Linked DNA regions of Mus musculus: region 2 is linked to region 1. A link is a contact called in public ChIA-PET data. All regions are on one chromosome and are shown on one strand. The core of a region is the stretch at or near the end of the contact, and the rest is flanking DNA. Distances in the headings are between cores, read along the strand shown.

Region 1 (7,642 bases), core at 3,816-6,315:
CCAAGGGATCTGACACCCTCTTCTGGCTCCTAAAGGGGCTGAACTCACCTGCTGAAAGCCACACATACAATTAGAAACAAGGAAATAACTTTTTGTGTCTGGTGTAGCTTAGTGATGGCTCATTTTCTCATTGGTAAAAATGTACTGTACTTACTATCTCTTACTATAGTGAAGCAGGGGCCCCAGGGAACTTAGTAAATGTTGGTTGCCACCGTTGACTGAATCACTGTGTTTAGAGATCAGCCTTTGAAGTACTTTCAAAGGGAAGTACTTTCTCCTGACTATACACACTCAGGATTTTTCTCCCCTGCACTCCCAACAGGGTTTCTCTGTGTAGCCCTGACTGCCCTGAACTCACTCTGTAGATCAGGCTGGCCTCAAAGTTTTCAGGAAGAAAATCTGATAATATTCTTCTCCCTTGGACTTCCAGAGAGGCATTTCAAGTCATGCATAGCCATTCCCTTGATGTGCCTGATTTAAAATCAGAGTCTACATAGTCACTGTGACTTTAGTTAAAACAACAGGCAATCTCCTCTTTTTGGTACAGTTCAGTTGCTGTCCATAAAGCTGAGCCTGTTAACCCTGTTGATGAATCAGGGGTCAGACAGCCATGTCCATGCCTGGCTGGTTTATGCGAACTGTGCTCTTAGTAGAGATTCATTGAGGACCTCCATTTGACTTTGCCTGTTTTTGATTGAAAGTAAGGGAAGATGTTTGTAATATGTGAAGAATGAATCAAAGATGTAATTGCAGCTTCTTTGTGATGATTCAGATGAAAAATAAAGCATGTTTGTTCAGTTTCTATTATTTTTTCCTTAAAGGCTTGTATTACCTGTTTTATATATTTGATGTTTGCACCAAGAGCCTAAGTAGGGGGATCTAAACACTTTGTCCAGAGCTGTAATGTTTGCCCCTCCACCTCTACCCAGTGCATGAATTCTTCTTTAACTCCTAGTCTACTCCCACCCCACACCTGCTGATTGTCTTTCAGTGTTGGTGTAAGGTTAGCACACCCCCCGCAGGACTTCATTGAGCTCATAAAATGGATTACCTTTAAAGAGATGAATGTGTACATGGATGGACCAGAGGTCATGTTTGGTGTTGTCTTCTTTGACTTTTGAGCCAGGGTCTCTCACTGGGATCCGGGGTTAGGAAGTTAGGCTCGGCTGAGTGGCCAGTGTGCTCCAGTGATCTGCCTGTTTAACTCCCCACTGCTGAGATTACAGTCCTCTGCCACCACACCAGGATTTTTATGTAGATGCTTGGGAGTGAATGAAGCACACTTGACGTTTATCACTGTCTGAATGTGGATCTCCTAGCTCCAAGTGTGGCTGTGAGTGCCCAGCTCCTACTTTGTGAGCTCTGACCCCACTTTTATTCTTTGTTTCTTAGTTTTTGTTTTTGAGACAGGGTAGTTCTGAGTCTGTATAGTTTGGCTGTCCTGGAACTCACTGTGTAGACCAGGCTGACTTTGAACTCACAGCAATCTGCCTGCCTTTGCCTCCTGAGTGCTAGGATTAAAGGCTTGCACCACCACTGCCTGGCCCACTTTTAATTTTTTTTTAAAGATGTATTTATGTATTATGTACACAGTGTTCTGCCTGCATATATGCTTGCATGACAGAAGAGGGTGCTAGACCTCACTATATAGATTGTGAGTCACCTTGTAGTTGCTGGGAATTGAACTCAAGACCTCTGGAAGAGCTGTCAGTGCTCTTAACCTCCGAGCCATCTCTCCAGCCCCCACTTTTATTCTTAATGTCAATTCTCTAGTGGATGTCATGTGGATCTCTCACTGAGCTGACAACCATTTCCCTTGGACCTTCTTTGTCCAATCCACTCTTCTGTTTCTAAATTCACTGGAACTTTAAGTCTTTTTAGTAACTGTCCTCCAGGCCCTTAGAATCAAGGCCAAGTTCTTTAAAGAATGGCTTCAAAGGCCTTTCCCAGCTGACCTCTCGTCCTAGCTGTTATCTGTGCTCTCTGGCTTTGTAGGCTGTAGGCGAGTGAAGATGGCTGTTGTGCGTTCGAGTTTTATTCTTACTTGTCACTTCCTGCTCCTCTCTCCTCTACCTGCCAGTCTGGAGTGTCTTCTCTCCTAGGTTCCTTCTGCTCTTCGTGCTTCTAGACCCTGGGTTTAGCTCTTACACAGCATTGCCTCTCCTGTTAGATGGCAAACCCCACAAGAGGGGAAGAGCAAGCAATCCCAGCTCTGGTCTGCATTAGTACGCTGACCTTCATTTGGTAAGTCTCTCGGCTTTTCTGGGTCTCAATTTCCTAGCAGCACAATGAAGTAATTCGATTAGATGATTTCAGAGTTCTTTCAGCTTGAAAAGAAAAATTCTGACTTCTAAAATGAAATTTCTTCCCAGTGTCCATTTAATTTGCATCGCCACATTTGAAACAAAGCTTGTCTGATGTGCTTAATTAAGGAGTAAACAAGAAACTGTAAACTTTCTCTTGGATGCCTGCCCATTCTTTTGTTACATTTTCCTTTTTGTTCAAGCAATGTGAGCATATTGTTGCTCACATTGGTCATTTGGTAAATCAGGCATGGGGTGTGCCCAGTTTCCTTTTCTCTGCCTACGCATGCAGTGGCAGCTTGCTTTCACCCCTGGTGGTTATGGTTACAAGTCCTGTTTGTCATTCTTGTTTGCTGTGCCCATGGGTAGACTGTGCAGTAACCCTTAGGGGGATGTGTGGCCTCGCTGGTAGGTGGAACCGCAGTCCTTGAGACTTTCCTATCCTGTCTGAATGTGCATGGGCTCCTCATGACAAACTGGAGCACTGACAATGTGAAATTAGTGTCTAGGAGTGAAAAGAGAATCAAGAAGTCCTGGCTGTACTTCTCGAAGTCCAGATTGGTTACATTTCTTGCCTTTCTATACTTAAGAGCATATTTTCTTCAATATAATTATCTCTCTCTTTTTTTTTTTGAAAAACAAAATTTTTAGTAATGGAAGAGTAAGCATACATATATATTGTTTTTGATCATATTGAGATATTGATACCTTGTGAATTATTTTGTTTCTAATGTCGGGACAGAATAATTTGAAGTGGTGTCAGGTGATCTGACTCAGCCTTTAGGCCTGAAGTTGTGGTTGCCTGGTGTGCTTGTTGTGGGTGTCTGTGTGGGAAGGGAGGGGGGTTTGAAGTCAAGGTGGAAAATCCTGGGGTGGAGTAGTACCCAGTTTGCTAGGTCTAGATTCTTAGGCATGTTGTTGATGGGTTTGTTTGCTTGTTTTTGTGTTTTGTTTTTTAGAACAACCCTGCTTTCCTCTCTAATAGAGTGGGGCTTCTAATAGTTGAATTCACAAAAGGCAGAGAAATGTATAAAACTACAAAATTCTCTAAAAAATTTATATGTGTTAAAATTGGAAAAACTATATTTTTAAAATTAAGAGTTTTCTAAAGGTGAACATTGGCCAAATCTAAGTCAGCTTTCTTGTTATGTAGTGAATATCTCTAAATTTTAAGACTTTGTTGTTCATTGTGGTCGCATTTCTGAAAGGGGATATTGAATCTTTACGTGTTCATGTATGTGGGTCTATGTACATGAGTGTGTGCATATGGAATCCAGAGGACAACCTTAGGTTTTGTTCCTCAGGCTCTGTACACCTTTAAAAACATAATTTTAGAAGTTTTATTTGTATGTATATAATGTTGGCCTGTGTGAGTGTAAATGCACCATGAGCATGTAGGAGCCGGCAAAGGGCATCAGAATCCCCGACACTGGTGTTGTAAAGCACCTTTTGGGTACTGAGGACTGAACTCAGGTCCTCTGTGAGAGCCGTAAGTACTCTGAACTGCTGAGCAACCTCTGTAGGCCCTTCACTGTTTTTGAGACAGTCTCTCACATGGAGCTCATCTAGTAGGTCAGGCTTGCCCGCAAGTTCTGGGGATCTACCTTTCTCCATGGGATTGTAGGTACTACTATCAAGTTTAGCTTTTTACATGTATTTGAAGCACTGAATTCAAGTTCCTGCATTTGTAAAGCAAGCACTTTTGTGATTAAGCATTCTCTCAGCTCTGAATATTTTTTATGCATGTGTATGTAGTGTGTGTGTACATGTGTGTAATTGGAAACATGTGTATATGGGTGTGTATGCACTTTAGTTGGTGTTGGATTTTTTTCCTGTATTGCTCTCCACTTTATACACTGGGACAGGCTCTCTCACCTGAACCCAGAACTTACTGATTTAGCGTGTCTAGCTGTCTTTCTTCAGGGAGCCCTGCCTTTGTGTCCCATGCGCTGGGATTATAGGTAGGCTGCTGTCCACTTGGCTTTTACACGAGTGCTGGAAGTCTGCTCTGATCCTAATGCTTATATGGCATGTGCTTTCCCCACTGAGCCATCACCCCAGGCCTGACTCTTTTATATAGCTTAGTTTTTTTTTATAATGCTCCCAAGTGTTGCATGGTATGGAACTACTGACCTGTAACATCTTACTCCACAAGCAGTTTTAAGTGCTTGGAGCCAGGGCCCTATGAGCTGTAGTTTACGTATAAGCCAAGGCTGTAATCATCTAGAGGCCTGAATCAGGTGGGAGAGTGTTGTCACTTCCATGATGATAGGCAGACTTCAAGGACCTGCTTCCATTTTCACTCCTATGGGTCTCTTCGTAGGGCCACCTTGCTCCTCCTGAGAGCAAGAAGGAGTGCTAAACAGAGAGCATCATTTGCTTTTAATTCGATATCAGAAATGACATGCCATCATCTCTGTCACCTTTGCTGTTTTGCCAGTTAGAGGCCAGTCTATAAATGCTGACCATCCAAGGGAAGAGCCAGCACTAGTTAGGACTCAGCAGGCTGTGATGCCTAAGAGTCTCTGCTGAAATGGGGTGACCTTTAACATCTTTTGCATGGTCAGTGGAGTGGGAGTTGATTTAGTAATTTTAAATTTTTTGAGGGTGGCTAAGGACCAGTCTCAGCTTGGAGAGGGGTTCTGAGAGAGGGGTGTTTGGGAGAGGTGAAAACAAACCGCTGCAAGTCAAATCATGGGTCGAAGCTGGCGGCCTGTGCTCTGTGGCTTCTCAGCCTGCTTGCTTCTTCCTGTTCTGCTTTCTTCCCCTCTGATCTGCTTTCTCTCTCTCTGTCTGATCTGCTTGCTCTGGAGATCTCCAGACAGCTCTCTCTTTCTCTTTTGCTCTTGCTCTTGCTCTTGCTCTCGCTCTTGCTGTTCTGCTGGAGACATTTCTCCAAACACTTCTCTCTTGCTATTCTAAAAAATTTCTGTTAGCTTGTCTCCTGTAGATCATAAGCCCAGTCTTTTATTTTACATATTAACCCAGTCATTTACTCCAGGTTTCCTTTTAATTATCCTATGAATCACCATCCTGTGACCCCAGCCCCTTAATTCTTAGGAGACAGTAAGCTTTAAGTCTTAAGCCTACAGCAGCCATTGACACTCCTGGAGGCCCACATCTGCTGGTCCTGTCAAAGGGGTACAAATTATGTCATTTTGTCCCCACCAAGGCCATGCTGGACCAACAGAGAATTTCTCTTTTTCTTTTCAGGCCTGAGATAGATGTATGTAACCTAGAGCCCTGTAAGCGCTCTGCAGAGTCACATAGCTCATTATTTTTAATGTCCTGACTAACATTCGCTTTCCTGACTGTTGGAAACAGTTACTGGGCCTGCAGATGAAGAGCTTCTTTAGTACTTTGAATGAGCTTTGGGAGCCATTGTGTAGAGCATGTGTTAGTTTCTAGAATGCTAGCAGAGGGAAGAAAACGGAGCTTCTGGAACTCAGCTTCTGGTGGGATTAGATTAGATTAGAGGGCTCTAATCCTCCCTTAGGTTTCAGAGCCAGACAAGGTTCCCAAGAACTTGTTTGTACCATGAGGACAGGCAGCACTGTGGAGGAGAGTGTAGGTAAGCCTCCTTGGGGCTGGGAGTGTGGCTCAGTGGCACAGTACTTGCTGAGTGCAGAAGCCCTGGGTCCCATCACTAGCACTACCAAATTCCCCAAAGGAACTGACACTGTGCATGTCCAGTACCTCTGAGGTTGGTTAGCCATTGGAGTCTTTTCATTGTGAGCAAAACTGCTCAGAATGGTATCACATTGCTTATTAAATGGGATATACTATCTCTGGATTAATTTTTACTTAAAAAATAGACTTTAATTTGTTGGGTTTTGTTATTCTTTCTTGAAAAAAAAAAGAAAGGATTTGTGGTTGTTTGTGGTTCCTTTTGTTTGTTAAGAAAAGTAGGTAGAGCTGAGCATAGAGGTGCTGTTAGTTCCAGTGCCCTGGAAGCAGAGGCTGGCAGATCTTTGAGATTGAGGCCAACATGATCTATAGAGAGAGTTCCTGGACAGCCAGGACTACATAGAGAAACCCTGTCTCTAACCCTGCCACTGCTACCACCCCCAATCCCCTTCAAAAAAAAAAGTAATTGGCAGAGAAGAGACAGTTCAGGGTTGAGGCTCATGGGGGTCTGCATGTGAACCCCTATTTTGTCTTAAATGTGTTTGGTCTTGGACTGTTTCACTCTTTCAGATTTTAGCTTTCTTATGTGATGTCTTCTTCCAATTTAAAAGACTCCTCACTGTTTTCTTCCTGGTAGGACAGTCTGGGAGGTAATAGCAAGACTGCCATGGTGGCCACTGTGAGCCCCGCTGCAGATAACTATGACGAAACCCTCTCAACCCTGAGGTACGCAGATCGAGCAAAGCACATCGTCAACCATGCTGTGGTGAATGAGGATCCGAATGCTCGGATTATCCGAGATCTGCGGGAGGAGGTGGAGAAGCTCCGGGAGCAGCTGACCAAGGCAGAGGTAGGAGGAGTACTCGCTAGGAGCTCTTTTTTCTTTTTGGCTGTTGAAAGGATTGTATAGGAGAGAATAAAGGGAGTAGGAAAAGTTTGTCTTTCCATTTTTGTCGAGACCGCTGACAGACTAGAATGTGAAGGGAGAAAGAGAAACAGTAGGGAAATGTGATTTAATTTGTGCAGAAACCGACTGCGCTTACAGTCATGGGGAGGGAATTGGATTCCTCCCCTGGTTCGTTAGCCTGCGGTCAGAACAGAAGACATCCTCTCCTTTACAGCTCACCCCTTCCTGATTTGAGTGTGTTACGTTTGTAGAGCAGCAGTGTAACTCTCAGGACAGAAGTAGAGAAGTCGCCAGCGTGGCGCAGTGTCCTTCTGTGGCAGGAAGGAGATGCTTAGGTTCTGGAGCGAGGTTTGAAGATCACAGTGTAGGCATGAAGTGCCACACTCAGGGCTTGAGCTGTGCTTAGTGTTTCTGTCCCAGGGACTTGTCTGTGGAGCTGGCACCATGGCCCTTTCCTGTCTCATTACTCTTGTTCTGGTAGAAAGGCAAGAGGCTTTGATTGACATGGTCACAGCAGTTACTGTAATCATGTTTGGGTTTTTTTTTTTTCCCTACTGAATTTTATCCTGATTTTACAGTTCTTTAAGAATCTTGGGGCTGAGGTTTCTGTATTTCCTTTATTTACGTCACCATCTGGTTGTTTCTCTGTCTTAAGACCAAGTGTTATTAACACTGTCCAGTTTGCAACATGTTCACATCTAACTTACATAGCTTTGAGTAAATTCTTGAAATCAACATTAGACAGAGATTGAGATGCAGCATGCTTTTGAGTCTAGGTGTACAACCTACTAAAATTAAAATCATT
Region 2 (6,862 bases), core at 3,714-6,213, 130 kb after region 1:
CAAGAGTTGGCAGACTTAGGTTGCAACATGACCTCTGAAGAAAGCCCAGTAACGAAGAACAGTTTCTGGAGTTGACTTTGCCTTCCACACAGAACAAAGTGCACAGTAGCAGCTCTGCGCTGTGGTCAATCGTTTCTTGTCAGCAGTTACTTAGGGATGTGCATGATCTGCACATAGGAAAGTCAAAAGACGATACTAACCCTTAGAAAACCACATGCTCATTCTTGTCAGTATAGTCTTGAAATCCCAATATACAACTGGCAAAAGCAGAGAAACCAGGAAAAAAAATAAAGAAGGCATTTCCAAAATATCATTTGACTATGATAAAGAGTTTATTACATCTTAAAGTCTCCAGAGCACGCCAGGCAGTGGTGGTAACACGCCTTTAATCCCAGTTCTCAGGAGGCAGAAGCAGGCAGATCTCTTGAGTTTGAAGCCTGCCTAATCTAGAGAGAGTTCTGGGACAGCCAGGGCTACACAAAGAAATCCTGTCCCTTTGGAAGTCACATATCAGATATCCTGCAGATCAGATATTTACATTATGATTCATAACAGAAGCAAAGTTACAGTTATGAAGTAGCAACAAAATAATTTTACGGTGTGTGGGGAGGGTGACCACAGCATGTGGAACTGTATTAAAGAGTTGCAGCACTAGGAAGGTTGAGAACCACTGCTCCAAAGGATTAAGACACCCACTGTGGCAACTGGACACTACCAAACACCACTGTACAAACAGTTGCGTAAAGCGATTGTGCTCAACAGAAGGCAGAACTACCATGACATTATCACATTTTAACTAAACGCAAGGCTTCAGGGTTCCAGATACTTAGCAGCTCCTATTAGAAGATGAAAAGAGGGCTGGAGAGATGGCTCAGCAGTGAAGAGCACAGACAGCTCTTTGGAAGGTCCTGAGTTCAAATCCCAGCAACTACACGGTGGCTCACAACCATCCGTAAGGAGATTTGATGCCCTCTTCTGGCGTGTCTGAAGACAGCTACAGTGTACTAACAGTAAATAAATAGATAAATCTTTAAAAACCAAAAAGATGACAAGAGAAAACATGGCAGGAGGAGATAAAAGAAAGATGACAACAGAAAGTTCTCTGAGTAAACACTTTCACTTTTCTTCTTAACGTACATGGGGGGGGGGGAGGTGCACACGCACAGGACAACCTGAGTTTCAGGAACTGGACACAGGTTGTCAGGCTTGGTGTCAGGTGCTTTTACCCACTGAGTCATCTCACAAATAAATTTTATTTATTTATTTATTTATTTATTTAATTTTATTTTTATATTTTTTGGTTTTGAGACAGGGTTTCTCCGTATAGCCCTGGCTGTCCTGGAACTCACTCTGTAGACCAGGCTGGCCTCGAACTCAGAAATCCGCCTGCCTCTGCCTCCCTAGTGCTGGGATTAAAGGCGTGCGCCACCACGCCCGGCTTTAATTTTAAAAAAGAATGACGAAATGATCATTCAGCACCATGAAGTCAAACTGTATTTGAATTTTCCTTCTGTTACCACATAGGTAAAAAAACAGACAAGTTTAAAAATATATACTAAGAAAAAGTATGTCTGAGATCTGTTAGCGTTCTCCAATATTAAATCACCCTCATGTTAGAACACAGTGCCCATCAGCCATGAGAGCTGTACATGCTGTGTTGCAGGTAGCAAAGCCCATCCAGAGGACATCAAGTTACAGCATATTCCCATAGCAGAAACTGGCATGCTTTAAATGTTTTCTTTGTTTTGTTATATTGTTTATTTTTTGAGAAAAGGTTTCTCTGTGTAACCCTGGCTTTCTTGGAACTTATGATGTAGACCAGGCTGGCCTTGAACTCAGAGATCCAACTGCCTCTGCCTCCTGAGTACTGGAACTAAAGATGTGTGCCACCACAGCTTGACTAAATTTAATATGTTTTAAAAGCTACAAAACTCTCAAAACTAATCTAACAACAATAACTCAGTAATACTTAGTATTAGCAAGAACATGGAATTCACACATAGCAGGGCTATTTCCAGAAGCAAATGGACAGGATCCATAAACACTGAACTTGAGGTATACATACCACAGGAGTGCGTGATTACCCAGCACACACATACTCAAAAGACATGCACAAGAAGCTTCAGAAATGAGCATTACCCAGAGAATTCCCTGGTTCCAAAACTTAAATGGCCATCAAATGCAGAATGCATATATTATGGTATCTGTGTCTTCTACTGCAGACTGCCATAGCAACAGGAAGAGGATAAACTAGTAGTATATGTACAGTATATGGGCAGACCTCACAGAAACAACGCTGCTTCCCTAAAGCCAAAAACATACAAAAGCCATACACTACACTATACATCAGGATGTAAATCAGCATACTGGTACCCATGCAGGAAAAAGGTCAAGGATGATGGTTTATGTAGTGGCCAGTGATGTTCTTTACTGATACGGAAGGTGGTAATGTGGATATCTATACTTTATGAAAGTCATTGAGTTGTCACCTACTATACATATTTAAAAAGGTCCCCACAAATTTTTTAAAACTCAAAGATTATATATATTTAATACTATATATTTAATTAACATATGTTAATATGGGAAGATGCCCTTGATACATAAAGTATATGCTTTTATGAATATAACTTTATATGCCCTGTATTACATTTATATCTAAATATATCAAAAGCTTACAGATGCACACTATAAATGTAAATTTTCCCTACATTTCTACCACTAAAACTTTCTCAATCTTTCTATAAATGTTTTAATGCCTGGCTTTTGACACTGAATATTTTAGTTTCTGTTCGTTCTTTTAGAAACAGTGCAATTAAAGTAAATGAAGACTTATAAAAAGAAGTCCACTTCTGCTTTTTGTCTGCAATTTTACTCTGAGGTAAGCATGTGACGGACTTAAAAATGTCACACACATTTCTCTCTGTATAATAATGAATGCAATGAAACAAAGGGAGGAGCAGGCAATACAGGCTGTCTTCCTGACTCACCTTGGATTCGGACAATAAATGCAGAAAATGAACCAGTTAACCAAGCCATTTCCAGAAGAGGCATTGCAAAACAGTTGAATAAACAGCAAATGTCACACTCAGAAATGACTTTCCTCTAGGGTCCTTGACCCACAATCGCGGCTGCTCTGGGAGCTCTGTGGGACTTGACATTCAGGTCCTCGAAGCTTCTCTGCACTGTCTGCCAGCTCTGCTACTTCCCTTGGGAGAAAATTCCAGATAGTCTCTTCCCTGCTGTGGAAGAAATTCTTGGGAAAAGTTTCAGATCTTCAAAAACCTCTTTTCTACCTCTTGTAGGGCAGAAGCAAAGGCAAAGTTTCATATAATTTACATACACCGACTAAAACTAAGCCCTGCTTAATTTCTTTCCAGTGAGAAAGTAAGCCCCTTATATCCAAAGTGGTTGGAGGTAGTCTTTAGCTGGCATCCATAATGTCTTGTGAACGTCAGCTTTACTGACTCCTCTCTGGAGTTTACACACCACGCTTCCTCCACTAGAGGGCTCTCAACTAGAACCCAGCCTTCTAAATCTCAACACTGGACTCTGGATTCCTCTCCATGTTTTGTTTCCTGCCACAACCTACTGGCTCTTCACCTTGGAATGAGGGACACAGCCCCTCCAGAGCATGATCATTTTGGCTCCAGGTGCTATGTTAGCTTTCTACTCATTAGTGGCCACTGGGATTCCATATTTAAGCCTCTTTCTTTGATCATCGTAATTATCAACAATGATTTAAAATGTCATGTAAATGCAAGAGACTCTCAGGGCACAGCCTGTTCTTGGAAACCACTGGCTAGGCAACTTTAATGAGAATTTCTCATAGACCAACACAGTAAGCCTAATCCATTATCCTCCCCCCTCATCTGCTCATCTTCCTATAGGAGTTAGCTCAGCTTAACCTCTCACCCACTCCCTCCCCTAAAGCTTGCATTTTTACCAAAGCTCTTTCTTCTAGTCATCACTCCCCTGTTCAGCCTCTTTTACCTGAACAACCGTAACGACTCTGATGGCCCCAACAGGCCATCTCAGAACTACAAAATACAAAATCCTTATGAACGTTCAGCAATTTTCAAAGTCCTTTAGCAATTTTCTACCTCAATCAGAGCTATGTTTAGATATGTTTTGTTATATTTGAGCCAGAGTCTCACTAGATAGCCCTGGCTGGCCTGGAAGTCACTATGTGCCTCAAGCTTGTCTCCCACACTTAAGCTTCCTATTTTAGTGCTTTTGAGTGCCACATTATAATTATATTCTAATTATATATTCTCTATAAAAATTCAAGTATGTTGAACACACATAAGAAAATACTTTTTTTCCACCACTTTCTTATTTATTACCTTAGAATCATTCTTGTTTGTTTGGTATGGATGCATAAGACCTTCCCAATACATGTAACACATAAACTTTTAAAGAGCATACACATAGTAAGAGACTGACTTTCTCCACCATGCACAATGTTCATCCAATTCCTCTCTTAACCCAGGAGACAGCAACCTCAGGAGACCTCTAGCTCTGTCTTGTGCTGTTTGCTCCATGGCAGGCATGTCTCACTCTGTAGCCTGAGCTGGCTTTGAACGCTTGCTGCTCCTTCTCCCTCAGCCTCCTGAGTGCTGGGGTTAGAGCTGAGTCATTGGACCAGCTTCACGGTGACTTTTTATTGACTATTCTTTTTACATTTTCTGTTGTGTGTATGAATGATGTATGTCCACACGTGTGTGTGCCTGATGTCCATGGAGGCTGGAAGAGGGAGTTAGATTTAGTTTTTAAGCTAAAGCTTAACTGACCTGGCAAAGCTGCTTCTGCATTTCTGATGTATATTGTCTGGAATACTAGAGGCTTATGTTTCAAGATGCTAATAAATTCTGGGATAAAATTTTATGCAGCAACAGATGAGGAAGCCACACACACTCACTCGCTCTGGGACCTCTGTCTTTACTGTAATCTTCACATTAACTTCTGATTTTTAGTTTCACTTTCATTTGGTCCTGACCCAGAGTCTCCACCACAACTTACTCAGGGCTAGGTTTAAATGGATTCAAGATTTTCTCATTCCCCAATTTTCTGACTTTGAAGCCCTATATATTTGTTGTAAACTGAGGTATATTCTACAAAGGTTTATTCTCATATGTATACAATGAGTTTTGAAAAATGTGCATGTGTGTGATCATGGTATGACTCAAAATATAGTTCTCTTCCTGCCCTTTCTTGGTTCTGATTTCAGTCTATACATAATTTTTGCATTTTCAGCTTAATTCTTGTTGGCACTATCTCACATGGAGTTCTTCTTACTAGTTCAAGTTGACTGGTGCTGGGTTAGCCAGGCCTTATCCACTTGAGGGTCTGTATCCGTTACATATTTGGAGGACAATACATTTACAGAGATAAATTGGGGTCACTGTTCCTTCAGGATCTGTGCAGCTGCAGTAAAGTGAGTGGGAAGGGCACAGCAAGAATCTCTACCGATGGCATGCCTCTGTGAAAGGAAAGCAAGACAACTTCTATAAAGGCACTGACAAGTATGCTCTCAAAGTCACCCTTTTCAAGGCTGTGCAAACTATCAAGGGCTCACCATGCAGCACCTACACGGCAGCTCTCGATCACCTGGAACTCCAGTTCCAGGGATCCAACAACAGGCCTCCATGAGGGTGCACATCACATCATCACCCCCCCCCACACACACACACACTATTAGTAAATATGTCTTTAAAAAGAAGAATCAATCAAAATTGGCCTGGAAGCTAGTCATGGTGACTCAGGCCCGAATCCTCAGGAGGCTGAGGGAGAAAGAGTAGCAAGCGTTCAAAGCCAGCTGAGGCTACAGAGCGAGACACTGCCTGCAATCGATCAAACAGCCAAACAACACACCATAACAAACACAATACAACCACAGGAAGATGTGTCCTTACAGTAACTGGGATAGCAGACTTACTCAACATAGGAACCGTCTAAAAAGCTACAGAAAAGGATGAGAAAAATGGCTTATCCTATAAAAACTATCAACAGAGACAATTATATGGAAGAACTAGACAGAAATTTTGGAGTACAAAAGTATAAATGAAACGAAAAGTTTGCTGGTAGGGTTCCATAGCAAATAAGAAGTCGCAGAAGCATTCATCACCGCATTGCAAAGGTCAGCTGAGATGACTTATGGGAACAGAAGACAAGAAGGAGTACTACAAAGCAAAGCTTCATAAACACATGGGATACCACCACACATGCCAAATACAGGTGAGACTCTTAGGACACACCAACGTAAATAAAGAAGATTTTGAGAAAATAATGGCTAAAATCACGGGAATTTTGATGAAAAAATCTTAACATTTTTAAGGTGCCTAGTGATCATCATGTATGTTAACTCAAAATTTCACACCTACAAGTACCATAAAGCAATAGCACATAGAGGTGCCACCAAGTCAGAGAGCCTAAGTTCAACAGATATGGTGGAAGGAGAGACCAATTCCCACAAGATGCCTTCTGATCTCCACTCATAAGCTACAGCATACATGTGCCTCCACCCATGCATGCAAAATAAGCAAAACTGTAATAAAAATGCTTTAAAATCAAAGATAAGAAGTAAAAGTAAGAGAGGGAAAAGAAGGATTATGTACAAGGTGTGCTCACTAGGGCTGAGAGTAGGTTCCTCTGAGAAGCCATGGGAAGGATACTTAGAACACTGCCTGAGGAATGCAAGGCAGTGCCACAGGGAGTCTCTGAAATAAGGACTTCCTAGGGTATAATGAAAGCGCAGAAGACAGGAGCTTGAATACACTGAAGACAGAAAAGGAGGGGTGTTATGGGATGCATCTCAAAACACCCATAACTGATGGCTTCTGAGAGGTCAGGCCTGCTTGGA

The links. ChIA-PET counts read pairs in DNA pulled down with a chosen protein or histone mark.
Region 2: a contact with region 1 is called in an RNA polymerase II ChIA-PET map of memory CD8 T cells, with 88 read pairs. The contact joins two enhancer-like sites. A contact is called at or near these places in 1 of 115 datasets of contacts at active chromatin or transcription factors (memory CD8 T cells) and 1 of 9 other capture datasets (embryonic stem cells).

What each region holds. Positions count from the first base shown.
Region 1 is chr14:64,729,581-64,737,222 of GRCm38.p6, forward strand. Kif13b (kinesin family member 13B) reads left to right here. Exons shown (of 40, transcript NM_001081177.2): 11 at 6,568-6,780. Among named protein-coding and RNA genes, the nearest start is that of Gm26225, 21 kb to the right of the region's middle. Within about 2 kb of position 5,066, at least 29 of the 459 cell types and tissues checked have an H3K27ac peak or open chromatin away from gene starts, as enhancers often do. A contact at or near this core is called in memory CD8 T cells, where this site is marked.
Region 2 is chr14:64,862,133-64,868,994 of GRCm38.p6, forward strand. The region is part of intron 4 of Hmbox1 (homeobox containing 1); the gene reads right to left. Among named protein-coding and RNA genes, the nearest start is that of Hmbox1, 84 kb to the right of the region's middle. Within about 2 kb of position 4,964, at least 88 of the 459 cell types and tissues checked have an H3K27ac peak or open chromatin away from gene starts, as enhancers often do. A contact at or near this core is called in memory CD8 T cells, where this site is marked.